Regions from separate parts of the Mus musculus genome. Here region 2 is linked to region 1. A link is a contact called in public promoter capture Hi-C data. All regions are on one chromosome and are shown on one strand. The core of a region is the stretch at or near the end of the contact, and the rest is flanking DNA. Distances in the headings are between cores, read along the strand shown.

Region 1 (4,601 bases), core at 1,405-3,904:
GGGTCAGATGTTTGAGGTCATCCACACAACATAAGGAGTTTGAAGCCAGACTGAATAAGAGACCCTGTCTCAAAACCAATAAAATATAGCTGACATAGGATACTGGATTCGTTTAGTACTTTGGGAAGATAACATTTTGATGAAAACCAGAAAGTTTCTATTTTAAGAGTTTTTATGCCACCCTTGTTTTTCACAACCTTTCTTTTGTCAACTCAAAGCATCACATCCAGCCAGTATCACTTAGTTAACTGAGAACAGGGAACACCAAGAGTTTGAAATAATCCTTAGGTATCCTGAAAATGTCTTGGCTTGTTTTATGGCCTTTCCTTCTCTTAACTCAGCATCAATGACATTTTTAAAGAAAGGTAAAGATGCTAAGAGTTGAGGTTAGAGATGAAAACTGGGTTGCAGGTGGGGGGGGGGGGGAACTAATGTTGGAGGCTGGCAAGAAACTAGAAGTTACCAATGGAAGTAGGAAGGAACTTGAGTGAATGGATAAGTGTGGGAGACATGGGAGAGGGGTAGCAGGAGGAAGGATTAGGATGGAGAGCCTAAGGCTGTCCTTGAAGCAGTTGTATAAGACATTTTTGCTGTTGTTATAATTGGTTTGTAAGAGTCTGTCTGTGTACCCCAGGATGATCCTGCCACCCCTTAGTGATATCATTCCTAGCTGCCCTGGGCTGTCGTGCCTTGCATGCCTCTTGTAATTAAAATGAGTTCATATCAACTAGCCTAAAAGATTTAAGAGGAGGTCTTGCCAAGTAGCCATGACCGGCCTGAACTTTTCTATGTAGACTAGACTGGCTTCAAAGTAGCAACAGTCTTCCTGCCTTTGGGACTCCAAGCAAGCACCACAGCCCTGGCAAAGCCTCAACTCTGTTATCACTTCCACGAGTGTTTGTTTAAGGACTGAAATTTTACTTGGTTTGAAGGAGAATTACTGTACTAATATTTAAGTAAAATAACTAATAGCCATCCCCAGAAGCTTATTCTGGGAAGTCTGGCTTTCCACAGTCCACGTATCTCCTCCTCCCATCTATTCCCTGGGTTCCTTTCTGAATTACCTATCCAAATATATAAAGCAGTGCATTTTACTGCATAGGGAGAATGTTGATGATGCCAACAATGGCTCTCTTGTTTGACCTCACTGGAGCCTTGGGTAAGAGGTGAGTCAGAGCAACCAGGAGTCAGAAACATCTTGATTGTTTGCCAGGATGAGGTAGGGGTGAAAGTTGGTCCCGGCAGGGGTGGTTTTTTTGTTGTTGTTTGTTTGTTTTAACTTTTTCTTTTTTTTCTTTTTCTTTCTTTCTTTTTTTTTTTTTTTTTTTTTTTGGTTACAGTAGCTGACTCCTACCCATTCCCCGCCTACTACCCACCCCAGGAGCCTCTACTGATCAAGGACATTTTCAGTACTTGCCACCAAGTAGCTTAGCAACTTCAAAGTTGTAGTGGTTTTGGGAAGTTAGTGGAGTGAAGCTCTCCCACTTGATAGGAGATGAAAGAGAGAATAATTGTGCAGGACCTGTGGGGAGACAATACAAAGGTTTGAGGATTTGAAGGAGATGGAAGCTGGCTATGAAGCTCAGGGAACTAGTAAGGCAAGGACGGCAGTAGACAAGGGGATCAGGTTCTTCAACTTGAAGTCGGAGGCCTTTTTCTTGGGGACACGAGGAATGGCACTTCAGAGCCACTTCTGGTGAACTGGTTCTGTCAAGCGCTGCTAGTCTCAGCTGCTTTCAGATGGTCCTAGTTGGGCGCGTTTTGGATCCACAGTGCTCCGCTTTGCTCCGCAGTGGCGCTGGTGGTGGGATAGCCTACTCTCAGCTGGGTGCGGTTAGGTTCGGTTGGGATCGACTGGGCGCCATTGGTCTCGGCAGCGCTTGGCTGAACGCCGATGCGTTCGACTTCGTTTGTCTGGGCTCGGCTAGGTGTGGCTCTGTGCCGCAGGCCACCGCTGGCTGCGTTCAGATAGGTTCAGCTGTGCGCTGCTGGGCTCGGCTGCATTCGGCTGTGATCCGACTAGGTTCGGCGGTGCCCGCTGGGCTCGGCTACGTTCGGCTACACTCGGCTGTGATCCGACTAGGTTCGGTGGTGCACGGCTGGGCTCGGCTGCGTTCGGCTTTGCACCGACTAGCTTCGGCTGTTCGCCTCTGGGCTCGGCTGCGTTCGGCTGTGTCAGGCTGTGATCAGACTAGGTTCGGTGGTGAGCGGCTGGGCTCGGCTGCGTTCGGCTGTGAGCCGACTAGGTTCGGTAGTGCGCTGCTGGGCTCGGCTGTGTTCGGCTAGGTTCGGCTGTGCACCTCTGGGTTCTGCTACGTTCGGCTGGAAGCCTCTGGGCTCGATTGTGTTTGGCTGTGCACCGCTGGGTTCGGCTAAGTTCGGCTGTGCATTGCTGGGCTTGGCTGAACGCTACTGGGCTCCGCTAAGTTTAGCAGGAGCCTCTGGGCTCCATTGGGCTCGGCTTCATTCGGCTAGGTTTGGTTGTGTGCCTACTAGGTTCGGCTGGGCGCCTCTGAGCGCCATTGTATTCCGCTGTGCGTTGCCGGGCTCTGCTGTGTCCGGCTAGGTTCGGCTGTGCACCTCTGGGCTCTGCTAGGTTTGGCTGGGAGCCTCTGGACTCGATTGTGTTTGGCTGTGTACCGCTAGGTTCCGCTAAGTTCGGCTAAGTTCAGCTAGGTTCGGCTGAATGCCACTTGGCTCGGCTAAGTTTGGCTGGGGCCTCTGGGCTCGATTGGGTTCGGCTGAGCATCACGGGGCTCGATTGGGTTCAGCTGAGCATCACTGGGCTCCATTGGGTTCGGCTGGGAGTTTGCTGGAGCCTGGGGCACCGCTGGGCGAGCCGGCGCTTCTAGCCTGCACTCTCAGTGGGCGTGGAAGGCGGAGCGCCCCCTAGCGAAACTGCGTCCCCAAACAGTGAGCAAATAGGCTCGCGCTCGAGCCTCGGAGGCTACCGGAGCACCGGAACTCGGCTGGGCGCCGCAGCAGCCAGCCTCAGGCGCCGGCGGTGACGCCGTCTTAACGCGACCGCGCGCTGACCAGCCCCGGTCTCCACGTCTCAGGTTTCGCAGAGACGCATGGGAGGGGAGCAGTTGGAGGTTTATCAAGATGGCGGAAGCGGAGGACTCTCCGGGAGAACAGGAGGCAGCGGCATCCAAGCCCCTGGTGAGTTAAGAGGACAGTGGCAGAAGGGACTGAGGGCGAGGCAGAGCTCCCGGGAAGCGAGTCGGGAAGGCTTCGGGATCAGAGAGCCAGAGCTTCTTGGCTTTGCAGGCCCTTGGCGTCTACAACCAGCTGACACTACACCTGGTCTTTGAGTTAGCTGCATCTCCCTTCCATTCGCTGGCCTTCTGTGCCTTTCTGAGACTCTCCGCTGTCTGTCCACACTCTAGGGGTTCTTTGACAGTGAGTTAAATGCCGAGCTTGGAGTGGTTTCTGAAGTATCCTCTATCGCTGTCATTTATCACGACTTGTCACCAGTCATTGTGAAGTACTACACAAGTAATGAAACTGCTTCTCACAGGACGTTGTCGTTTTATTGGTTGTAACCGGAACCTTTACTTGCCCGGTGGGTGACTCAAAGCAGCTAATTATTATTTGCAGGTGCTTGCTATCCCCTTCATGACACATATGTCACTAAGAGCCACCAATACTGCTTTAAGAACACTGGCTTCACAGTTAACCCCATGTGAGCTAGAGTGCATTCGCACTGAAGCTTTTGTGAGTTTGAGCATTTCGTTTCAGTGAAGGGTGTTTTTGACTCTTAAACTGAAAAGAAGGTACCTGCCTTTAAAATGGCATAACTTCTATGAAGTGCCTAATACAGTCATGAGTGGAGGAGTATAAGGAAGTCGTTGTTACGCCCTGTCGTTCTTCTTCCCAAACAGTATTTGCTTATATACTGTTTGCTCAGTAACTGCTTTCATTTCTTTTGTTTTAAATTGGCAGCGTAACAGAGAACTGAACTGAGAGGCAAGGGAACTTGGTTCAAGTCCCAGCTCTTCTGCTTACTAGCTCTATTTGTTCATCTCTTCAGCAAAAATATTTCTCGAGCATCTAGAGTGTTCCAGGCAGTCTTTTAGGCACCAGGAATGAAACTGTAAAGGAGGATATTGAATCTGGGGCTGGAGCTCAGCGGGAAAGAGAGTGCATTACATACGTAAGACCCTTTCGGTCCAATCTCCAGCACTGAAGGGATAAGGTCATTTGGGCCATCTTATGGATCAGTTGTGACCCTGAGTAAAGTCTCTCTAAACCCAAGTTTAGACGTTCGGAAAATGATGAAGCTCACCACAGAATAGTGAAAATATGTAAACTAATGCAAACATTATGCCTCCTGCCACATAGTTACAGGTTACCTAGCTGTTCTTAGTTTCCCTTTACTCCAGACTGTTCCCCGTTCTGTAATGCCTGTGATGTGTTTAAGTACGTGTGCAAGTTTGTACGCATGCACGCATGCATGTGTAGACAGGGCTTACTGTGTTAACTAGGAGTGTTTAGGAATTAGTTGTATTGCCCAATGTCTGTTGAGCTACTTTTAGTTACTACGCAAAACCTTAAATAGCCAGGCCCAACTCTAGAAAATGGTGATGTTTCTGAGACAT
Region 2 (4,601 bases), core at 1,368-3,867, 200 kb after region 1:
ATGCTTGACACTCCTGTGGTCAAGGGGTCTTTACACCACTTGTAAAGTGTGTGTTGACACAATGACCTGACAGTCTGTGGGCTAGTAAGTGCTTAGATAGAAGAATGGTCACATCCCCCACGGATCCTGCCTTCCTCTCAGGCTCCTCTAGAGAATTATCTTTTTCCCCTCAGTCGGGGAACCTGGATCTCTCTCTATAACTGAGAACCTCCTAGGGTCAGGCTGGGGTGGGAAATTTCTCAGCTGCGGGCCCTGATCGAAGCAGAGAGTGCACATCTAGTCTAACCCTGCTCCTGAGGCCCCTGTAGCTAGTGTGGCCAGGCTGAGGCAGAGGGGCCGTGGCATGACCAGAGATGAGCAGTGTGTGGAACAAGTCTGGACCTAAGAGACCTATCTTCATCTTCCACTGTCCCCTTTGCCCAGAATTAGATGTTGGCACTCAGAAAATACCTCTGTCTTCCTGTTTCCCAAGTCTGGTAGCTCCCATTTAGTGTCCTCTGGAGGGGCACAAGGCATGTTGGCCATGAAAAGGAAAACTCTGGGGCCAACCTGGGATAGTGACCCTGTCTGAGAAGCACTTTGCTCTATGGCCAAAATTAATGACCCTTCCTAGGATTAGTGACCTTCTGAGACCTGCGAATGAGGAGCAGTGATCTGGCCATCCTGGGGGCTGTGGTTTTCCAGGAACCTCGAAGCTTGTAATTTACAATAAGCCAAGAGAGTGAGTATGCATGGAGCATCTGCAAGTGGGTCCATCTGTATAGTACAAGGAATGGCTGTAAAATTGGGGACAGAGACACCAGGAACGACCCCAGGGATAGGTCAGGATATGTCAATCGTGAGCCTTAGTTTCCCTCTTTAAGTAAAAATGGGGATAGCAGAACTGATTTCAAAGGATGGTGAAAGAAAATCATCCGCAGTGGTCCGTGATGCCTTGTAGGGACTTTGTAAGCAGCTGGCTGCTTTCTAGATTCACATCTGGAAGTCCTTTGATGGCAGGGGTCTCAGGTGGACTGCTGGTGTGTCTTTCTACCTTATTTGTATCTCTCCTTGTTCTGCTTGCATCCCAGTGCAGAGTCCAATTGGGAAAACAAAGGCCCTAGAGTGTGTACCCAGAGCCATTGAATGTTGCAAGGTCTCTGGCTCCAAAGGTGGGAGAACCCCACATAGATGCCCCCACTAGAACGACAGAGATGATTAGATGATGCAGTGAAGGACTCAAGAATGGACATGGAACTCATAAATGGCAAAGCCCCTAAAGGATGGGGCTCAGACCGTTATCTCCATAGAGAAGCAACAAGAAGGAACTGGAATTTGGTTCTTTGGTCCTTCTTACCTTGCCTAGTAAGTCTAAAGTTAGAACCCGATTCATTACAAAAAGAAAAGAGGAGGCAGCGAGGAGGAGAAAAAGGAGGGGCGCGAATATAGGAAGCCTTTCTAACCTTTGAAGTCCCCAAGCCCAGATCTTTCCCACCTTTCTTACATGAGTGGCCAGTGGCCGGCTCTTGCTACTGCCATGCCTACCTCTGAGCGCTTTGAGTGCCAGACTTGCTCAGCAGGCTCTAGGTGGGAGGCCTCCGCTTATCCCGGGAGCCCGCAAGTCTATAGAAGGCCAGCAGGGGGAGACATTAGCACGTGGGTACGTCCGCTGGGACCTGAGAAAAGCGAGTAGGTCAGACCGGGAGGGTCTGAGCTATGGGATTGAGCCAAATTATAAGCAAAGAGACAAGGAGGGGCGGAGAGAATGGGCCAGTGCTGGGAGACAAAGACCCAGATGGTGAGGCCGAGGCCGGGAAAGGCTGGAGTCCGGAATCTCAGGGCCCAGATGCCTGCTTTTGCTCTTTCAAAAGGCTTCTCTTCTGCTCCTTTCTCCCCTGTCCTAGAGCTTTCTGTACAGTTTGTGACCTCTCGTCCCTACTTGCCTGCTCCTGGCCCTTTCGTATGCCTTCAGACAGGACTGACTAAATCTGTGTGCCTGGAGTTTGGGGTGGAGGGTCTCAAAGGGCTCGCTCTCGAAGATGAAAATTTTAAAGGCTTGGTTCACTAGATGCAAATAAATTCCTCCTCCCCTTTGGACACAATACTTTTTCTGAGTCTCCACTGCCCATAGCTCTAACCTCTAATAGTCTAATAGACTCTTGTCGTGGTCAATGCAAAAAAGGAGTGCATTACGAGGACAGGAAGACGGGGTCCAACAGAGTGTAGGTAGTGACTGGACTGGGAGCAGGCAGGCTGACAGAAGTGGGCACCGAGTGGGATTCTGGGGCTGGTACGCGAGTATGCGCATGTGGGGTGTGTTTGTGTGTATAAAAAGAACACAAGGACGGTGCTTTCTGGAGGTACTTGGGACAGGGTTTGTCTGCTCTAGGTCAGTGGGCCGGGTGCTGACCGGGTGTGCATGAGAGCAGGCCAGCAGCTTTTGGGAAGCGCCAACTTCCCTAGAACTCCCTGGGAACCAGACTAAGCGGGACAGAGGCATAACCGCAAGAGCCGCACATTCAGATTCGTGCCATCGAGAGAGCAGCGTCCTTATGAGCTCCCCGAAGCCCCACCCCTTCCTGCTCTGTGGGCGTGGTATGGGGCAAGGACCCCGTCACAGAGCTTTCTATTGGTTCGAAGGAGCAGGGTTGGCCTTGTGCTCGCCTGAGCAGGAGAGTAGAAAGCTCAGCGGCAGCGGAGGGAGTCTATGCGCGCTGGACAGCAGTGGGGGGTGTGTGTGATTCGCACTGACTGCAGACACTCGGGCTCAATCGCCGGGGATTAAGGACTTGGCGACCGGGCTGCCGGGCTACCCGGCCGAGGCTTCAGAGGTGCAAATCGACGGGACTGATTTGCTCGGCAGGGCCGTACTAGCCTTTTAAGTATACTGAGAAGGGCCGGTGCTAAAGTAGAAGCTGTCGTGGGACGCGCCGGCGCGGAGTCCCACTGTGGCCCGGAGGAACGGAGTCCGTGTTAGGGGGACCCAGTCGGGAGCCTGGGGACCGAGCTCGCATTGTTGGGAGACAACCCGCCTCTTCTTCCCAGAGGCGTCAATCCCAGGACGGTCGAGGCGTCGGGGCAGCCACTGAGCGCTCTTCAGGGAGACCCGATCGGGGAGAGGACTTGCAGTCTCAAACAATCTGGGAGAGCCGAGCGGAATCCGGCGGGATCACTCGGGGGCGGCGAGCCCCCGTCGCGCCTCGTGCGGCGGAGAGGCCAGGGAAGAAAGTCCTCGGAGGCCGCAGCCCATGCGCGGGTTGGGGACGCCTGCCCAGTGAGTCCTCCTGGCCAGCCGGGCGAAGGAGAGCGACCCCGAGGCCAGCGGGAGGGGAGTGCTTCAAGGCCGGCGGCTGCGGAGGATGGGCGCCTGAGTGGCTCCGAGCGCTGCGCGGCACGGGCAGGCGAGGCGAGCTTTGCTGAGGAGGCGCTAGGGGATCCTGAAGTGCATTCTGCCCCGGGGAAAATGGCCCGGCCTGGGCAGCGTTGGCTCAGCAAGTGGCTTGTGGCTATGGTCGTGCTGACGCTGTGCCGGCTTGCCACGCCGTTGGCCAAGAACCTGGAGCCCGTGTCCTGGAGCTCTCTTAACCCTAAGTGAGTAACTTATCTACTCTGGTCCCTGGGGGTGGGAGGCACTTCTTCGGGGTGAGGTCGTGCACCCCCAAGTGCGTGGGGGGGGTTGTCCGTAGGAGGTGCGGCGCCCTATTTTATATCTGGCCTTTTCTAGTGTTTTCTTGCGGGCAGTCGGGGTAGGGTGCGGAAGGGTGGGGTGGGGGCACTTAGCTGCGTTTCGATCCTTCGGTTTGGCCCTACTCTCAAGTCCGGATCGCGTCTGTTGGTCACACCAGGCAGATATAGAATGTCTGGGCGCTCCAGAGCGCACCCGAGAGCTGGGTGGGGGCGAGTAAGCAGCCCACTCCAGGGCCTCTGGGAACGTGGTGGTTTTCACTCACAGCCACTCCAGGGGTGAGATCGACCTGAGCAAGGGACCAGGCCAGAACACAGGTTCCTCATTTGCTTAGGTGTCAGGGCGGCTCAGGACCTAGCGCCCCGGGGCGAGTGGCAGCATCTGTATATCTTCTCCAGCTTCTCCCATTTTCATTTGTCTTTCTTCCCTGTCTGTTTGCCTCCCTGTCTTTCTCTTTGCCGTCTCTTCTTGCACACTCCCCCCCCCCCCCCATTTCTCTCTGCCGGGGAGGTAGAAAGGCGGGCGCTGCTTCCAGGCTCACAAAGGCGGCGGGTGGAGAAGGGCGGAGTGGAAGAGGGTTTGTTTGAGAAGGGGGTTCGATCCAGTGCCCGTCGGGGGTCCAGTTGAGCTAGGCACCAGAGCTTCTAGAGCTATCAGGGCTGAGAATGGTAGTGGAGCCAGCGAGGGAGGTGGGTGGGGAACGTGTGATTCCTGTCCAGGCAGGTCCAACCCCCCCCCCCCCAAGGACTGGAGAGCCATGCTTAGATTTCTCCTATGGTTGGGGGTAGTGATATAAAGGAGGCCCTTTTCTTTCTTCTCCTTCTCCTTCCTAACTCTGCCCCCTCCCATCTCTAAACAACACACACCTTTCAGGGCGGTGGCTCAGTGGTTTCTGGGCTGTTGGTGGGGAGTAGCTTAGGCTGTTGTGACCTCTGGA

What was found. Capture Hi-C pulls out chosen DNA fragments and counts their contacts.
Region 2: a promoter capture Hi-C map of adipose tissue shows a contact between it and region 1. The contact joins the promoter of Efnb1 here to the promoter of Yipf6 in region 1. A contact is called at or near these places in 1 of 39 promoter capture datasets (pre-B cells), 4 of 484 Hi-C or Micro-C datasets (CD4 T cells, natural killer cells, regulatory T cells and 1 more), 2 of 115 datasets of contacts at active chromatin or transcription factors (memory CD8 T cells and trophoblast stem cells) and 1 of 9 other capture datasets (adipose tissue).

What each region holds. Positions count from the first base shown.
Region 1 is chrX:98,935,127-98,939,727 of GRCm38.p6, forward strand. It overlaps Yipf6 (Yip1 domain family, member 6), which reads left to right and starts at 2,655. Exons shown (of 7, transcript NM_207633.2): 1 at 2,655-3,162. The coding sequence starts at 3,106.
Region 2 is chrX:99,133,444-99,138,044 of GRCm38.p6, forward strand. Efnb1 (ephrin B1) reads left to right here and starts at 2,618. Exons shown (of 5, transcript NM_010110.5): 1 at 2,618-3,570. The coding sequence starts at 3,443.